Linked DNA regions of Gasterosteus aculeatus: region 2 is linked to region 1. The links are chromatin contacts, called in public Hi-C maps. All regions are on one chromosome and are shown on one strand. The core of a region is the stretch at or near the end of the contact, and the rest is flanking DNA. Distances in the headings are between cores, read along the strand shown. Region 1 holds the start of LOC120825716 (endonuclease V). Region 2 overlaps rptor (regulatory associated protein of MTOR, complex 1).

What was found. Hi-C and Micro-C count contacts between places; a contact is called where the count stands out from the background.
Region 2: a Hi-C map of tail fin shows a contact between it and region 1, with 2.5 times the contacts expected there. The contact joins the enhancer-like site here to the promoter of LOC120825716 in region 1. A contact is called at or near these places in 2 of 6 Hi-C or Micro-C datasets (skeletal muscle and tail fin).

What each region holds. Positions count from the first base shown.
Region 1 is chr9:13,224,356-13,227,638 of fGasAcu3.hap1.1, reverse strand. It overlaps LOC120825716 (endonuclease V), which reads right to left and starts at 1,721. Exons shown (of 10, transcript XR_013468781.1): 1 at 1,615-1,721; 2 at 627-798.
Region 2 is chr9:13,319,599-13,323,310 of fGasAcu3.hap1.1, reverse strand. rptor (regulatory associated protein of MTOR, complex 1) reads right to left here. Exons shown (of 36, transcript XM_078108937.1): 5 at 2,811-2,969; 6 at 2,406-2,552. Among protein-coding and RNA genes, the nearest start is that of rptor, 32 kb to the right of the region's middle. Within about 2 kb of position 1,505, at least 2 of the 9 cell types and tissues checked have open chromatin away from gene starts, as enhancers often do.

The DNA.
Region 1 (3,283 bases), core at 472-2,971:
GGGGGGTAACTAAGTGAATCAATAACATTCAAAGGCCCCTTTGAGTCTGAATGTTTGATGTTTGTGTTAACGTTTTCCCAATAGTATAGTGCACATATGGTCCGTGTACGATTGCAATGCGTCCATTTCAATAGCAGAGTATTAAAAACACAGTGTCTCATTCCCCGTATGCTCTCCATGATGCGTGACAACAGTTTAATTTGTTTAATAATTTATAAATGCCAATGCGCAAATGACCCAAAATTACAAATATGAGTTCAAAGATAAGTTAGTAGTCTCCTCATACGTATGAGTCAGTACGGACCGAAGCACTCGGGGTGTCTGTCGCATAATTAGCCACCGTATCTCGCCACAAAAACGAACCAAAACTACGATTCCGCATGTCTTCCATTACGGTTGTACCGTCTCATGGCCGTGCGCAGGCTAAGAAACGTTACATTCACCTCCCACACGGGTAATGTGATGTGACAAGGAAAGGTTCAGCCAGTTACAAGTAAACAATTAAAGTCATAAGCAGAATTATCGGACAGGTTGAAGCCTGAGCAGGATCGATTTTTAGTTTTAAAAAGTTCCCCATCAGAGGGTGGAAGCTCCCATTTCTTTACATCCACAAGGGGACGTCTCACCTCCAGGTCGGGGTAGCTGAGCACCACCAGTTGGGCGCAGGCGTTGACCTCATCCCCTTTAATAAAAGACAGGTCCACTCCTCCGACTCTCTCCAGGCCCGAGAAGTCCGGGCTTCGCTGCCAGTCCTCGGTGTCCTCCTCCACCACCTGCAGTCTGAGACGGGCCTGCTCGCTGGACAAGACGACAGACTCCTGAGTCCAACATGTTTTTTAACAGAATAACAAACATACCCCATAGTTTAGAAAGTAAGATTGTTACATTTTGTTACTCAGGACATGTGGAGAGTTTGGATAGTGCTGTCTAGTTCTGCTGGGAGAATTTGGGGTCTCAATGAAAACAGTTGTCAATAAAAAGGGTATAACATTTTTGTAAATCAAAGTTAAATAAGTAGCTTGATTTCTCCAAATAACAGGAAATAATTCCAATGTATAGAATTGACTGTTTAAGACACTTCTGCTATAAAAAAAAACTGTAAGCCGGGAATGTTTTTTTGTTTAGTAAATATACATTTGTTTTCCTTTTTCCCAATTTGTACAATGTCAATATCATCAACAGAAGTTCTGCCTACTTCTCCACACAGGGATCACACACACCGTCCTCAGATGGATTTATACAGTCCCCCAGCACGCACACGCACACACACACACACACACACACACACACACACACACACACACACACACACACACCCTGGATAATCCGGAATCACGGCGTTACCACTGGCCTTGTCATTACAAACTCACAAATCAATGGCTGCTGGGGACTGATGGCACAGAGCCACACACATTGCAGCAACACCTGCCAGCACCTTGTGGAGCGTGTGTGTGTGTGTGTGTGTGTGTGTGTGTCGGCCCTCTGACCTCTCCCATTGGTTGACCAGATCTTCTCCGGGAGGAGCAGACATCTGCTTCAGTCCGATACAATTACACAATCAGGACGGGGGGTAAAGAATATTTTTAAGAAACTCATAATAATTGACAGCAGTACCTTCCCCGTGTTGTGGCACTGTTTTGCTTCCGCGTTCTGACGTCACAGCGAGGGCGCGTCCTGCGTCTCGCAGCACAGCTGCGCGCGCTCATACTGCCATCTAGTGGTCACGAGGGTTAATTGTATTAACAGAACAAGTTCCGACTCCGCAGCTCAATGTATCATAATAAAAAAAAACAATTACCTAAAGAGTAATTAAGGAATTTCGTTTCTGGTAATATTATTCTGTATCAGTTATGTGACCTATTTAGAGGACTAAAAGTAGCTCAAATGTAATATGACAAAAAGGGATAATGCCAATATAGTGCATCTAAAATAGCTTCTGTGACTCACTACATCTGGCATAAGCATGTCATAGATTCACATTACGATAATGTGAATAAAACTGCTCTGATACCATGTTCAGTGATCATTCAGCAATTTTAAGAAGAATAAACATCTGATAAGGGGACAGATTTTGGGGCGAGACAACAGAGACAAGAAACTGAGCACAGAAATACAGAGACGCAGATAAGTACTCTGTTTTAAGATCATAAATGCATCGTTTGTCTGCAATCAAAATCCCAATTCAACTGATAATGCAGAAAATACTACACACAAGAGAGGATGAGTGATCTATAAGACCAGCAAGGCTTGGCAAAGGAGAGGCATGCTGGGACAAATTGTAGGTTAACAATGTAAAACAAGAAGTCTGCCTGGACTGAGACTGACAGGTCACACTGACCTCTTAGCTCTGCTATTCTTTTTGTTTCACCTCTTGGACAAATTATATGGATTTACACAGCAACACCACTGTTGTATTTCATCATGTGTGTCTTTGAAGCAGATAATCACACCCGCATTCATATTATTGCCTAGCCTAAAAAATGCCATTTCCTGCTCCACAGACATCATTTTAATCAGATTAACAGTATTACTTCAAAACAGTGTGATCTTGCGATGTCTGACCGGCAAGAGTCTCAGCTACTTTTGATCCTTTTCTATGCTTTGATCTTAACCTCAGAAAGTCAACAGCACCGCGCGTGTAGACGAAAGCGCTGACAGCAGAACTGACAAAATGTAGTGAGAAAAAGCTGAAAAACAGGGACGTGAAAGGAAAAGATTCAGGTCATTGCTCACAGATTACTTTCCTTTAATCGTTCCGGAGTTGCAGCAAACATGAAACCCATTTTCGTGATTCTTAAGAAGCCATTTAAAGTAAAAGGAGCAGATGTGGTGATTAGAAACTGGAGGAAGACTCACGAAGATGTTTGTTTTTTTCAAATAAAAAATACAATTTGTACAGCAAAATCTTGGCAATTTGGCATTTGATATAGTTTGAAATTCAGTCTAAATTAACTAAAACTTAACTAAAGGTTTCAGTGGTCAAAAAGCTCTGCTCCAGAAAACCTATACAATTATATACTATATATATTATTTTTTATTTTCACCAAGTAAAATCGTTTAACCAACTTCAGTCCTAATCCTAGTTCGCAAATATTCAATTTCAGATTATTATTTGTTTAGTCACAAAAATAATGATTATTTAAATGTACTGTGATTATTGTCTGCTGTTCATTATATTCTGTCCCAGGAAACCAGGATAATATCATGTATTTACCTCAAAGGGTCAATATAGGAAGTATTTATGGTGGAAAGTGGTGAAAGCTCTAGTTGAAGCCAGAGCTCA
Region 2 (3,712 bases), core at 256-2,755, 96 kb before region 1:
AACTACTGCTTCGGCCTGCTTGGTGCCGCAGCCTGGCATCGGATGCAAGTTGAGGCGAGCACTGAGGGGACGTCCTCGTCTTTCTGCGTCCACAGGATGGATCGAGTCAATGAGCGGATGAGACGAGCAAACGAATACAACAAGAGATCCAGCAGGGTGCCTGGATAAAAAAGCAAAACAGGAATGTACGATTTCTACTGTAGATTGTGAAAAATCACTTCAAAAAGTAAAAACACACAAAAAAAGCAATGAAAACAGCAGTCATTGAAATATTCATTAAGGTTTCCGGTTTAGCTGAGCAAACTGCCTAAACTGGCTTATGTTGAGGCTGTAGATTTATGTAATGTATATACTGCACAGCCCTCCTGCTCGGTGCTACTCCAATAACTCATTGGTTGACTATGTTATAAGTGGAGGGGAAAAAGGTAGCGGGAGCTGAGGCTCAGATCTCAATGGGAGACCCTATGTATTTACTGCACAGACATGAATAAATCATATTAAAAATACCCATAGAATAATCTTAATTAATGGGGGGAGGTCGGGGGATTGAGATAACGTATGCAACTGTGCATATCTCTTTTTTTCTATCAACATGCATATTTCATTTCTCTTTGAAAGCCTTGCAGGCATCAGGGGCTTGTTGCTCGTTGCCAATCTTCTTGGAACACAATTCCTTTTCTCTCTCTTCCTGTCTAATAAGGAAAATGTTGACTCGCGCCGAGAGGCAGACACACACAAACAAAGCGGCGTACGTTCCTAAAGCCTCTCGCTGGGTAAACCTCAGAAGAACATCGTCCCCTCAGAGAAAGCAATTGAATCGGGTGTGTGGCGGCGCCACAGCGATCCGAATGGAAAATACGACGACAGCATTGCCAGCAGAGGCTGATTCATAAGCGTCCACTGTAATTATCCTATTAGCATACTGTAATCTCACAAATTACCATGAGAATAACCACGACAGCCTTCTTTTCTCTCTTCTCCGCCGGAAAAACCAGGGCGCGATTTAATTACGGAGAATTCCTTCCCTTTTTGAAAAGTGACACCAACGGATGAGACTAATCTTACAGGTGGGATTCCAGACGGGAAAAATAATCACGTGCCGTCATGCACGTGAACTGAAAGCCACCAAAAGCCAACTCTAATCAAGCAATGCCTTCTGCGGCATTAGCATTAATTATTCATTCGTTCGATAGAAGGAGCCTGATGTAAGCATCCAGGAACCAACAGCAACAAACATCGAAGCAGCAAAACACACACACACACACAAAAACAAAGCACACACCCAAGCTCAACAGCACAAAAGTCCAAGTGTGTCCTTGTGAGTGCTGCAAGGTGCAGTATAGACGCACAGACACATCTCTTTAAGCCCTGCAGCTAATGCAGTGAGCAAGTGCACGCAGGAAGTGAATAGATATTAAAAAGAAGCAGGTGGCCCTATAATAGAGCACTCAGAGCGCACACACACACACACTAACTGGCTGAATGGACTGCAGGACAAGGTTGATATTGTGCTGTGGAGGAGTGTTGAAACACCGCCTCCTCCTTTCATATCATCCCCTTCAGCAATCACGTGTTCTGGGTCTTCATCTGCATCTCCAAGTAATAGTCCCTGTTGAGATTAGGCCTGTCGTGCTGCGGGAATCTTGTTCACCCAGCAAGTGTGTCTATTTAAAAGTGTGCTGACAATGTGTGTTGGTTGGGGAGGGGGTGTGTGTGTGTACGTCGTGTCACAGCAGAGGGATGCAGGAGCAGGAGGGCGTGGGCGAGGTGGGGGACTCCTTGCTTGGATCACATCTTGCATGATTAAAAAAAATGGATTGTCTCTTTCTTTATCTTCAATTACCTCGCCCCATTGTGCGCTTCCTGTGTGAGGCGGTGAGAAGTGAAAGCACTCCGGTGGAAAAGTTGAATTTCTTAAGGAACTCCCCCACTCGCATTTATCTGGGGACTGTTTTCATAACTAACAATCAAAAATGAAGTTAAGCCGTGACATTTTTGCTTTTAAAGTCACTTTTTTACTTTTTACTGGTTATGAATCAGACTCATTTGAACACTGATGGTTATAACCCTGATGAATAAATAAGGCCACTGGCGAACAAATAATGAAATACCCAATTTCCTATGATGAAAAATAAAAGTACAAGCATGATAGTATACTATTTCAAAACGGATATTGTGTCTTTGATGCAAAGAACCAGAAACCACAGGATAAACCCCACAACAAAAGACAAGAACAAATAAATAGTTTTATCTCTTCCATGAATAACTCAATACCAGCAGTTGCTTTCACTGCGTTTGTCTGCACGCAACACTTGTTTGTCAGAAGTCTAAAAATGTTTTTTCTTTTGTTCCCATTACCAACCCTACAACAATTGTGTGGCTGCTGTGTTGTTGCAGTTGCCCACCTCCAGTTCCTGCTCTCTCTGCAGGGCGAACTGTTTAAACGACTTGACAATGATTCCCGCGTTGGAGCAGTCGTAGACAAAAATGGAGGGGCTCCCCATCCATGTCTGCAGGTCGTAGATGGACAGCGGGATGTACTGGGTATAGTTCTGAAAGAGGGAGAGAGACGAGATGTCATTTCTAGCCGCAGTGCAATCTAGTTTATTTAAGTCTGCCGGCTCTCACATACTAGTAGTACAGCTTGCGTTTGTTTATGAATGAATGAGAGGACACTACTCATGTCCACATCACAAGCCTTGACCACGAGTCAGTTTACGAGAGCCGGCTCTCGTTAAAAAAAGCCTGCGGTTCTAGAAGTCCAGGGCTACGGTGTAGAAATGGAAGAGCATATTACTCGCTTGTGGTACCTTATTGAAAACCCAGATCTCCCCGTTGACGGTCGGCCGTGGCACGCCGTGGCCGTTGTAGTGGAAGAGGACTCGCTCCTCTTTGGCGTTGCGTCTCAGTGACGTGCACAGCTTCTTCACCTCGTCCACCGTGGGGTCCAGACTTTGTTTGTAACGCGCCTGGAAAACAGCATGTATGACGGGAAGGCGTCAAACTCGATTGTTTTACATCTAAAACCGGTACAGAAGATGGCTCTATGTTCTATCCAACAAGATGACTTTATTTGACAGTGTTTTCCATTCCAGATCAACATGTGGCCATTTGGCCGGGATATCAAAAGACGTCTTGACTAATATGTTTTCAAGTTCAATGAAAACAAAATCACACAACACATTTACACACCGACTTAACACGCTTGCTAATCATTACGGAAGAGCCGACCAAGCTTTACATCCTATTCATCATGTTGAACGATGCAATACCTGCTGGTAGTGGTGGCATTTAAATAAAAGTCATTTGGAGCGAACACTGCCACAGGGACAGACAAATGCTTAGAAGAGTACAAATAGACGTACGTCTATGAGACACGAGGCTGAACGGCCCGGAGACCTTTTCTACATTCCTCATGTGTGAGCGAGGATACATTGGGGTGATCCAACTGCACACAAAAGACACAAAATCATTCAAAATGTGAGTTTTAAGTGCTCCTACTGTTGCTTTACTAGTGCCAATGTGTTTTCTATGCCAGCAGCTGCTTACTTTAGATCCTAATTCACCAGTTTCCCTGTTTTTATAACAGTGAACAGTGACATTCAAGCCTGCACGTGTGTGTTCGTGTGGATAGACTGCTCGAGAATTTGAAAAAGGTTAAGAGTGGGAGAAGGAAGACCAGTTCATTGTTAGCGCTCCTTTGCTTCATTGT